Linked DNA regions of Sus scrofa: all the other regions are linked to region 2. A link is a contact called in public Hi-C and HiChIP or PLAC-seq data. All regions are on one chromosome and are shown on one strand. Each heading gives the region's core, a stretch centred on a gene start, on an enhancer-like site or on the middle of the called end of the contact. The rest is flanking DNA. Distances are from core to core; before and after follow the strand shown.

What was found. A called contact is a pair of places that touch in the nucleus more often than the background predicts. HiChIP or PLAC-seq counts read pairs in DNA pulled down with a chosen protein or histone mark.
Region 1: an H3K27ac HiChIP or PLAC-seq map of skeletal muscle shows a contact between it and region 2, with 12 times the contacts expected there. The contact joins the enhancer-like site here to the promoter of HLX in region 2. A contact is called at or near these places in 3 of 5 promoter capture datasets (fetal liver, fetal skeletal muscle and liver), 20 of 47 Hi-C or Micro-C datasets (alveolar macrophages, brain, embryonic fibroblasts and 13 more) and 1 of 2 datasets of contacts at active chromatin or transcription factors (skeletal muscle).
Region 3: a contact with region 2 is called in a Hi-C map of retroperitoneal adipose tissue, with 1.7 times the contacts expected there. The contact joins the enhancer-like site here to the promoter of HLX in region 2. A contact is called at or near these places in 2 of 5 promoter capture datasets (fetal liver and liver), 32 of 47 Hi-C or Micro-C datasets (adipocytes, alveolar macrophages, blood and 15 more) and 2 of 2 datasets of contacts at active chromatin or transcription factors (alveolar macrophages and skeletal muscle).
Region 4: a contact with region 2 is called in an H3K27ac HiChIP or PLAC-seq map of skeletal muscle, with 16 times the contacts expected there. The contact joins the enhancer-like site here to the promoter of HLX in region 2. A contact is called at or near these places in 1 of 5 promoter capture datasets (fetal skeletal muscle), 8 of 47 Hi-C or Micro-C datasets (heart right ventricle, liver, mesenteric adipose tissue and 2 more) and 1 of 2 datasets of contacts at active chromatin or transcription factors (skeletal muscle).

What each region holds. Positions count from the first base shown.
Region 1 is chr10:10,714,648-10,717,363 of Sscrofa11.1, forward strand. All of the region lies in intron 1 of LOC110255633 (a long non-coding RNA gene), which reads left to right. Among named protein-coding and RNA genes, the nearest start is that of DUSP10, 190 kb to the right of the region's middle. Within about 2 kb of position 1,459, at least 24 of the 83 cell types and tissues checked have an H3K27ac peak or open chromatin away from gene starts, as enhancers often do. A contact at or near this core is called in fetal skeletal muscle, liver, mesenteric adipose tissue and 4 more, where this site is marked.
Region 2 is chr10:10,262,065-10,264,764 of Sscrofa11.1, forward strand. HLX (H2.0-like homeobox protein) reads left to right here and starts at 1,377. Exons shown (of 4, transcript XM_021064336.1): 1 at 1,377-2,700. The coding sequence starts at 2,694. It overlaps MARC1 (mitochondrial amidoxime-reducing component 1), which reads left to right. Exons shown (of 9, transcript XR_002336192.1): 9 at 2,297-2,403.
Region 3 is chr10:10,541,504-10,544,220 of Sscrofa11.1, forward strand. The region is part of intron 2 of LOC110255631 (a long non-coding RNA gene); the gene reads left to right. Among named protein-coding and RNA genes, the nearest start is that of HLX, 280 kb to the left of the region's middle. Within about 2 kb of position 1,273, at least 1 of the 83 cell types and tissues checked has an H3K27ac peak or open chromatin away from gene starts, as enhancers often do. A contact at or near this core is called in retroperitoneal adipose tissue, where this site is marked.
Region 4 is chr10:10,687,344-10,690,043 of Sscrofa11.1, forward strand. All of the region lies in intron 1 of LOC110255633 (a long non-coding RNA gene), which reads left to right. Among named protein-coding and RNA genes, the nearest start is that of DUSP10, 220 kb to the right of the region's middle. Within about 2 kb of position 1,283, at least 19 of the 83 cell types and tissues checked have an H3K27ac peak or open chromatin away from gene starts, as enhancers often do. A contact at or near this core is called in liver and skeletal muscle, where this site is marked.

The sequences.
Region 1 (2,716 bases), core at 209-2,708, 450 kb after region 2:
GAGCCACACCTATGACCCACGCTTCAATGTGCAGCAACACCAGATCTTTAACCCAGGGAGCAAGGCCAGGGATCGAACCTGCATCCTCATGGATACTAGTCAGGTTCTTAACCCACTGAGCCACAACAGGAACTCCAGAGTGGACTGTTATTTTATCCTCAGCATGAAGTTCACAGTAGGCAGTAAATAAACATTGGTCATATTAGTAACAAATGGCATAGGTAATTGTGTTATTAAACACAAAAGTTGGAAGGAAACAGAGCTGTAATCAATATATCTAAAAATATTTGAGGGTCTAGAAATGACAGACCACCAGCATTGGTGAGGGCTGAGGGCTTGTTTTGCTCCTGTTCCAAATACCTTTATGTGTCTAGTCACTTGAGAAACTAATTTGAATGTCCCAAAGATATCAAAAATAATAAAACCAAGCAAAAATGAACAGCAATGACAGAAAAGGAAGTTTTGGATTCAGCACTGTGCTTTGATATACAGTATGTTTATCTCCGTTCCCTCCCAACACCCCACTGAAGCGGCTATATTAAGATAGCACAGTTCTTTCCCATAAAGTACCTCTCCTGGACTAGCTGACTGTTTTACTCTCATGGATGTGTAATTTCACTAAAGCAGAGACAAGGACATCTAGGGCTCTCAGAAACATCCGTGTTTTGTCCAGCAAGAGTGAAGAGGGAGGATTTCTGATGGTAATTATCTTCTGTGTAACAGACTAACTAAGTACCTAAAGAGATAGCCATGAACCTGCTCAATCAGGGGACAGCAAGAGCAGTACTTCCTCCCGAGCATGGACTCGTGGGCATCATGTATGCCTTCCCAACCCCACTAGAGTTACCAGATCAGGTAACTAGGTAGTTATCGCTCTCAATTCTGGGCAGAAAGAAATAAAATCTCATTTTTACACTTCAAAAGAGAGATATTTTTCAACCATCTCAGAGCCAAGGGTTGAAATTGAAATGCTGCTAAGGCAGAAACTGAACCATCACGCCCCACTCCAGAATAGGAAGCCAGCTGAGAAGAGAATTTGTCTATTTTTACAAAAGAAAGATTTCTGGGAGCATAAACCTGTTTGCACACTAAGAACATTGAATTTTACAAACACCAGACGAGGTTTTGGAAGAGGACAAGTCTTTTTTTTTTTTTTTTTTTTTTTTTCACCATTTTCCAAATCATTGGCCACTGAACTGCCTTAATTTGTTCTCCCAGACATCAGAAGATAAACACAAGGAGAGAATGATTACTCCTACTTAGATGAGGGACTGAAAATTATTCCTTTGGCTCTGAGACTTCATTTTATATGTGCACATTTATACCCACTTGCAGCAACATCTAGAAAATTGCTTTAGTTTTAAAAACAATCTGGCAGTCAAGTGGTGCCTCACCCCAGCAAGACTGCTCGTGTGAAGACAGACACCTGGTGGTGAATGTGTAGAACTGCAGGCCAGGACAGAATTCTTTGAGGACGGCTCCCCCTCCACCTCCCACCCCCATTTCCCCTCCTCTTTCTGGGTACAGACTGCTGTTGACCGTGGACATACTGCAGCTGTAGGAAAGTGAGTCTCAAGTTCAAGTCAAGAGATTTCCAGAACAGTTACATCAGCTCCATGAAAGCTCCGGGTCACAAGTTCTCTAAATTATTTAGAAAGCTGAGCAACGGAGCATGCTAACCATTTTTAAAAGCTACTAAAATCGCTCAACCAAGAAGCTGAACAGGAGCCTCAGTGTTTGAGAGTAAAGTTTAATCTCCACCTAAAAAGTTCTGGACTTCCTCTGTCAGGATAATGAGCTTCTGTTTTCTTTGGGGGAATAAAAACGAAGTGTCGATTCCTTTGGCACCACAAAAAAACACACACAAAAAAACAAGCATGTCGAGCTTCTAAATATGGCCCTGCCCCTGAGCTGATCCTGCCTCCATCCAAGTGTTTTTCTCCAAATCGAATCCCCCCAAGAGAAAAACACGTAACTGAAAGACACGGAAAGCCAATCCCTCTTTCTGGTTGCTCCTAGCTCCTAGTTTTGTTCTCTTTAATTTTTAAGTCTGGAGATAAGCTTCTAGAAGCCTACTGAGAGTAGTCCCTGAATTTCCTCGGCATGTACTTGATTTCAGACAGAGGATGGGATCAAATCATGGGCCCTCATTGTCATCTTTGTAGGAGGAAGGGAGGAGGAAAGACGCAGTGCGTCTTCAGGTTGGACCAGGGAGTCTGTTACGTGACACAGGGAAGGGCTGGGGGGGTCTCTGATTTCTCCTGCATCTGCTGATTTCTCAGCTGACTTCCTCAGAGAAAATCCCAGGCACTGCTGCTCCTGAAATGACAAGCTGTGTGGTCAGGATGGCCTTGGTCCAACTTTATCAGGCTTTTGCTGTGTGCCAGGCAGTTTCAAGTCGCATCACACGTGTTTCAGGGGGGCCCTCATGGACACACAGCATCCCGCCCTGGGTCCACCATCCTGTTTCTAAATCACACACACGTACCCGTACACGCCGTAACTCGGAAATAAAGGCCTTCTCTGATAGTCAGAGGCCGACTGCTCCATTTTCCCTTTTTTGGCCGCCCCAGGCCAGGTATCGGAGCTGAGCTGCAGCTGCCACCTCCACCACCACCGCTGCAGCCACACCAGCTCCTAGCCCACTGTGCGGGGCTGGGGATCGAACCTGCATCTCAGTGCTCCTAAGACACCACCGATCCTTTTGCCCCATGGC
Region 2 (2,700 bases), core at 127-2,626:
TAAATTGAACCTTGGGCCTAGCGGGAAAAGAGGAGCACGAGGCGGGCGAGGGGGCGGAAACGCGCCCTTGGGGCCTAGTTTTCTCCCCTCCCGCCCCGTGCTCAGGCCTTGAAATGCTGCAGATGCGGTGGTGGGCCCAGCTGGAAACCCAGAGGGCTCGCCTTCCAGCCCGATCTGCACCCTGTGCCCACCCACAGGATCGCGTCTCATTTTGGGGCCGGCTGCCTGGGGCGAGGCCTAAATGCGGCCCGTTTGGTACAGTGAATTCATGCTTAGGCCAAGGTTTGATGTTTGCAACGGAATTGGAAGTGACACCAGAAAAAGGAGGAAGAGAGGGCTTAAGGCCACCAGATCTACGCTGGCTGGCGCTAGCGACTTTCCCCCAGGGCTGCCAAGTTCTGCAGAGGCAGCGCCCTCGGACCCAAGGCTCGCTGGAATCCACAGCCTTTGCATCTATTGCCGGCGCTGGAGCTTTTGAGGGCGGGTCCAACGACTCAGAAGGCCTTATACATCCTTGTTGGCCTCATTGCCCCTGGGCGCCTCTCCCACCCCAGGTGCTAGTGCAGCAGCAGATCCATCATTTCTTTCCACCTCTGCTGACACCTCTGTCCCGGCTGCCGAGAGCTGGGCAAGAAACCCCTTTAGTAAAAGAGGTAGAGAGAGAGACAGAGGCTGGGTGGGGTGGGTGTTGGGTGGAGGGTGTGCTTGTTTTCAGTGCTGGCTGGTCAGAAGTGATTGATTCGTGATTGATACTTTCCGGGAGAAAGTCAAAAGCTTAAGATGACAGCATCTGCAACCCGAGGCTAGAAACCACTAGAAATGAACTAGCCCAAATTCTGGACTCGAGAGAGGCACAGTAAAGTCATTTGCCTTTCTGGGTTTCTCTTTGGTAAGACCTGTTAACTGAAATGAACTTTTAAAAAATGCCACAGAGGTGCGGAAGTTCTGTTAGAAGATGCTTATTAGGACAATCGAAAACAAAAGCTTTCGTGGTTTCATTATTGTTATTATTTTATTTTCTTCCTGAAAATGTGCAAGAAAAGCTCATCTGGGTGGCCTGTGGTTTGTTTGGGAGAGGGGTGGGGAAACCCGTTAGGACTATAATTTAAAAGAGAACGAATTCTTAAAATAGAGATGTTGATGCTGCAGAAAACCCCCCACTACACGCGCTCTGCGCTCTGAAGACCCCAAGTACGAGTGGAAGACCTCGGCCACCACTGCAGCTTCTCCTGCGACCAGGCCCTGTGGGGAAACAGCCACGGGATTGGGAGCAGTATTTAACCCCAAGGAAATCTGCTCTCGTGGGCACTTGCAAAACTACAGACCCCACGTGATCGGGGATGTGGCAGAGGAGGAGGTAGGGTGACATTTCCTACAAGGTACTGCAGAGGAGCGGACCGCGCGTGCCGCTCTCCCTGTTTCGGACGGCGGCCTGTTTTGTTGTCTCTTAGGCTGGGGGAAGGTTTGGCCGCGTCCGAGGGAGACGTTCGTAGACATCCATCTTATTTTGTTTGAAAAGTTACTCATTCAAATTGTCAGTGCGTGACAGCTCGGAATAAAGCTAATTTGTGGCCGCCCCTCCTCTCTTCCCAGAGGATCTCCGAGGCAGAGGAGCGGACGCGGGGCTGACTTGGGTGGGGCTGACCCAGTGCCGCAGCAATCCCGCGCGAGAGCTCAGGGCAGGGCAGCGTAGGGGCGGGAACTCATAAAAGATGGAGCCTTGTAGGGGACAATGACTCTCGGGATAAAGGCCGAGTGGAGAAAATCAGGCCCCACTTAAGTAAAGAGTTGGGAAACCTAGGGCGCCCCCAGAGTCCCAGGAGGCGGGCCTTGCACCCGCGTTAATTTAGGGGAGCACCAGCTTCCCTAGGCGAGCGCTCCAGGAGCGCTGTGACCAACTCTCCACACCTGGCGCCGGTTCGGAGCTGCCGTAGCTGAAGGTTAGAACACCCTGGAACCTCGGTCGGTCCCGGATCGTACTCTTCGGAGAAGGACGCCCGACTGGGCTCAACCCACGCGGCAGCAGCAAACAGTTTGGCGTGGCTGGGGCGTGGCCGAGGGGGCGGGCCACGCCCCCTTACCCAGTTCCCCTCCACTCCCCGCTCCCATTGGTCACCAGCATGGCCAATGAACGCCCTGATCGAGGTCCTACCCTGGGTCTGACTCGAAAGCTCCTGCCAAAACTTTGGGAGTTTTTAGAGAGGAGTTTTTTTTTTTCTTTTTTTTCCCCTCTTATTACTTTTTTTTTTTAAACTAACGGATTATTATTGTTGTTGTTTTAAATTTATTTCTCAAGCCTTAGCTGTTTGGCTGTTTCTTTCGGTGCCCGGCCCCGTCTCCCTGGCTTCCCTGGCTTCCCTGGCTTCCCTGGCGTGTGCGGAGCCGCGCACCCGCCCGCCCAGCCGCCCGAGCGCCCCTCGCTCGCCTCCAGCCCGCGGGGAGCGCGGGCGCCGAGCCGCCTTTAAAGTGAGGCCAGGGCCCGAGGCTGTGACCGGCTGGGATCCGGGCCTCGCCTCCTCCGTCGGTGGCGCTAGGGCTCCCTGGCTTCGCTTCAGTTCGGACCGAGAAGTGTAAGTGGATCGACCCCGGCTGGGCTGCCGCCCCCTCCTGGACTTAGCGCGCCCCTCTCCGCGAACCCACTCACCCACTCGGCCCCGGCAGGCCGCAGCGGCCGCTGGCCTCACCCCGCCAGGATGTTCG
Region 3 (2,717 bases), core at 23-2,522, 280 kb after region 2:
CCAGTTGACTTGGCTGCAAGGAAAGAACAAGGCCAGTGGTGAGTACTAGTTCGGGGCCATATGCTCTCTTCCAGGTCACATCCCTCTCTCCTGCCCCTTCATACTGCATCCTAGCATTTATGAGATCACAGCCTGGAAGATGCTTTGAAGTGGGAAGAGTCAGGATTAGTCTGCTTGCACCTCTCCAGGGGAGCTGGGGCAGCAGAGACTCACGGACTCTTACACAAAATTTTGGGGCCAGATGCATTTCAGAATCTAGAATTTGGGGGTGTAGGAAAGCTCTGTGGTGCATGCATGATCTATTGCACTGGAACCCTCAGTGAGGTTTAATTCAACAACTGTAATAAATAGATGGATGTTTCTGTGGTGAAATCAATATTCTTACTAGGCCCCACAAATAAAGACTATAAATAGCCTAATGTCAGTTGGGATCAGGTTTCACTACCAAACTTGAGTTCAGATCAGGTTAAGTACTGCCACCAAATGAGTGATGAAAAAACCTGTGGGTTGGGAAAATGGACCAGGGGCTGTGGCTGAAGCTGGCACGTCTGCCCAGAGGATGGAACCCTGAGAACAAGCTTGTTTGACTCCACATTGTATAGTTTTGTTTCTTGCCTGCAACCCAGTCCCCTGCTCCCCTCCTATCCCATCCCCCCTCTGCCCGTGGGGAGATTTCCAGAGGGAACAAGCAGAACTCTCACTTCTCTCCCTTCACATTATTCAGCAGCATTTTAATCACCCCCCAGTCCTACCAGATAGGAGCAAGAGCCGAGATCACATGACACTTTGACCCGGAAGGAGGGTTATGGACACGCTGGCCTAATATGGTGACAAGGGACCAGCAAAGGGAGGACGGTATCTGTTTGCAGTTCGCCAGGAAAGGTGACAATTCAGTTATGGAAGATGGGTTTTATGGTTTGCTGCAAAACACCAATTCTGGCTCTTGGGGATGACCAAATTCATTGAGAAGCTGACTCTGAGGATAAAGCTAGATTTAGCTCAAAGTCTCAGGGAATGGTGTTTCAAAGCCAAGCATCATTTCCAAGAATTTGCAACTGTGACTTACCCCAGAGCTCACGGCAAAGCCAGATCCTTCACCCACTGAGCGAGGCCAGGGATTGAGTCCTCATGGATACTTGTTGGGTTCATTACCGCTGAGCCACAACAGCTAGAATCCCTTGAGAGCATGAGGGTCGAGTCCTCATGGGATGAAGCCACTAGACAAGAGCCAGAGAGAGGATGCTGTGGCAGTCACCTCCCCCGCGAGCCGGCAGCCGTCCCTGGGATCCAGGTCCACTCCCCATCCCCACTGCCATCTTTGCCAGTCTTTTCCAAAGGATCAGTGCAATGGAGACATGGCGGGGAGCTGGCAACCTTCAGTGGGCAGCCTGGAGACAGCGCTATGATTCAGTAGACGATTTGCCAACAAGAGGAAAGAATGACAGGGTTGGCCTGAATCTGACAATTCATCAGACTTTTTATTGAACACCTATTATGAGCTAGGTGCTAGCCACTAGCAGACTAATGGGCTCATCAAGTTCACAGATCTTCCCGCAGAGTATTCTGAGCCAAGGGTAGAGAGAATTAAAGGCATTTCCTCATTCTCTATGGTAAGACTGTACTTAACTTGCCAACTTGCCCCATTGGTTCTTCCTCCAGGTGGACCTACAACTGTAGGAGATAAACTGGATCTCCTCCAATCTTGATCAAACAGATCAATAATAAAGTGATTTTGAAGGTTATCATCACTTTTGTCCCCAAGTTATGTCAACCTACTGAGGACTGATTATCTGGGATCCACAGAGCCACCTTTTCTTTCTAGAATGCTGTCTGGCTCATTGCCTGACTCTGGGGTCAGTGCAGTGGTGGGTCTGCTGTTTGTAGAATATCCTTTTTAGAGGATTCTCTAAAGTCAGTAGATTCTAACTTTAGAAAGACAGACCTCATAGGAACCAGGTAGTTTATAATTTTTGTAGAAAACAGTATTTTAAAATTCTACTTTCAAAGCTATCCACCTACCTCCCTTTGACTAACTAAAGCATCTAGGGTTTGAGATAGATTTTAGGAAAAGTCTACATTTTATTTTTCTCATACTCTGATATATGGAGGGAATACTTTTGTCTAATTTGAGCATGAAAAAAAAATAGTGACGTTAATGTGTGTTCTGAAAATTATTAAACTATGTAGAATAAATAAGAGTGAGAAAAAAATAAGACCAACAAAACAGAAATGTTTGAGAAAACTTATGTGGGAAATACGGTCATATTTTTGTAATAAGGAAAAAATATTTATATAGTTAGTCCCTTTGGCCAGTTCTTCTATCATACAATTACCCTCTAATGCATTTAATGCATAAGTTCTGATTTTATAGGTCATATTTTATGACATGGACAGAGTTTTGAGAAGGATTTTTCTACTGAAAGGAATTTATAGTTCATAAAAATATTTAATTTTGAGGAGCCAGCTATTTAAAATCATCTGTACATGTACAAACAATAACAACAACAACCAAAACCCTGACTAAGGGAGGTGGGTAAACGTTGGATCTTTATTTTCAAATATAGGCCCGTTTAAGATGAGCCTGAACAAAGTAGCATTGGGTTGCATTTAGATTGTTGTGACATGTTTGAAAGCTGCAGAGAAAGTGTAAGAAATAAAGAAATGCTTTCTTTTCCCATTTAATTCTTTAAAAGCCTAAAAAAAAAAAAGTTGCTTTT
Region 4 (2,700 bases), core at 33-2,532, 430 kb after region 2:
CAAAATGGCATCAATTGGTGATCCTAATATGGCCCCAGTGCTGCTTCTCTCTGAGTAAGGGTTAGACATAGAAATGCTACAGCCAAGCTTGGCCTAGTGCGCTGTCATTTCCTGGCCCAGCCCTGAACAATAAGGGAACCCATTGGCCCCAGGGTCAGGAACGGGCCAGTGCAACTTCCCAGATGTCTTACTGTGATAAAATCTCAATAAATCTCAGGCAATACTTTATAAGTTACAGAGAACATTCATATATTTTACCTCCCATGATCCCAATGGTAATTCCTTGTGATGGGCAAGGCTGATGTTCTTATTGCTGTGTCCAGGGGTAGTTAGCACTTAATAGCTATTCATAGCATTGAAGTTGTTGAAGCCACATATCTCAGAACAGTAAAGAATGTTTAATGGTTTCTCCTAACTCAGCCACACTCGGTAAAACTGTGAGGACTTAAAGCCACACCTTATGCATTTTGTCTAATGCTCTTGAGCTTCTTTTCCCCCATTGGCTATTTACACCATCGCAAATGAACTCTTCCTATTGCCCCGTGGACTACAATGGTTTGAACAATCTTCCAAACAGGCTTAAATCTACTGAGTTACATGCTAATGAGAACAAGAGGGAGCTGGATAGGAAGCCGCATGAAGATAAAGGCTTTGGGTGTGGATCAAGTGGTCTTTAAAATAAATACAATAAAAATTATCCTGTAATCAGTAAACAGTAATATAATTAGAATTTTTTTTTCCTATTTACTTCCTTTAACATGCAATGGGCGGAAATGAGAGAAAAAAAAAAAGTCAAGGACTCAATCAAACAGATGGTTCTTGAGTTATTATTTTCCCCTTGATGTTGTTTACAAGAAGAAGAGGCTCGTTTAAGGACACGTGACTCCCAGATTTCAGTGGAACCAGCAGTTCTCTGTGAGAAGGAGAGAGGAAAACAGCGGGAAGAAAATTCAGATCATAAGCTTTTATTATGTGCATTATTATGCCTCATTAATTAACCCAACTGCTGTCCTGGTGACGTTCTGGTCCCACTTTACAGGAAAAAATTAGTCTGGATTGCCAAGTAAAGTAGACAATTACAGGAAGATCAAATTATGCCTACATTGCATTCTGCCGGGGCGTCAAGCCAAATTCATGTCAAATTCATAAGACTGGAATATCCTCACCAAAAACAGCCCTGAAGAACCGACGTCACAAGCCATTTGACGTCTACACAGAGGATGTATTGATCTTGCCCGAGTTTCCTTTCTCAGAATCACATAATAGGCCAAGACCCAGGGCTTTCTGAGCATCGTGTACTCCGTCACACACCAGCTGGCTTGATCCTTTGTTATGTCCCATAAAGCACAATGTGGTGGGGAAAACACCCCCACCTCATGAGCTCCTGGCTCCCATCCTGGCTGGCAGCTGTCACAGCCCTGTGGAGACAGCCTGGACACTGAAAGAGAATAATGGGAACCCCCAGGGTTGTTTTTCCACAGAGAACCCCTCGGTTCATCCATAATTGTGAGGAAGGCTTTTCCATGGAAGAATGACTGCAGCAGAAAAAAAGCCCACTCACTGTCCTGGAATGCTGATGTGTCCAGCACCAGAAATGCTGCCCTGAGGCGAATGGGAAGAATCATGACAAACGCTACCCTGGGGTGAATGGGAAGAATCATGACAGTGCTCCTAAGTGGAGTATATTTACCAAGGCTCAAAAAGGAGAGAAAAATGCACTGTATGACCACTACCGAGCAAAATGTTAAGAGTTTAAGTTTAGAAAGAAAGCTGCTCCCTGATGCCCGTTCTAGGCCATTCCTGCTTTGTGATCAAAGGTGTCCAAACCAAGGCCTTTTTCCAGGTTACTTCCCTGTGAGGCAGAGAGCCCCAACTCAGAGCTTTTCACTTCTCTTTTCTAGAAGATGTGCTGTGCACATAGGTAACATGTTCTGACAACGTTGCTTTGGAAATCAAAGTCCTAATTCATTCCTTCTGATCACGCATCCATTGGACGGGCACTCAATGCTTGGTACATTTACCAGGCACGAGATACTTCCAGGGTAATGAACAGTCTGTTTTCTTTAAGGGCTTCTAAAATAGCCAACCTTACAAATTGAAACCACCCGTATCGTGGCTCCCCAAGGTTCCCTGCTCAGACCTTTTGCCATCTTTCTCTTCCCATGTTCCTTGGCTGCGCTCGTGTGTTTTCACATCTTCAACTTCTGCTTGTTGATGAGCCCCAGGCTTGATTTTAACATCTCAGACTGTCTTCCTCTCTCTCGGGCTGAGACTTGTTTATACTATTTATTGTGGACATCTAAAGATTTCACAAAGTTAGTTTCTTCAAAGCCGACTAATTCCCATCCTCAGAATAGTTGTTCCTTCCCAGTGGGTAGACCTGTTGATACTATCATCTTTGTATTTCTTTTTTTTTTTTTTTTTTAGAGTATAGTTGATTTAGAGAGTTGTTCCAATGTCTGCTGTACAGCATAGCGACCCAGTCATACATGCATAAACATTTTTTTTTTCCTCCTACTGTCATCCTTCAATTCTACCCCAGGAGATTGGATATGGTTCCCTGTGCTGTACAGTGGGACCCCATTGCTTATCCATTCTCAGTGTCAGAGTGTGCATCCTATTTCTTGAATCTACCACTTTACATCTTCATGGCTGCTCCTTCCTTCATCCTTATCATCCTCACCTCTTGCGTGGATTGCA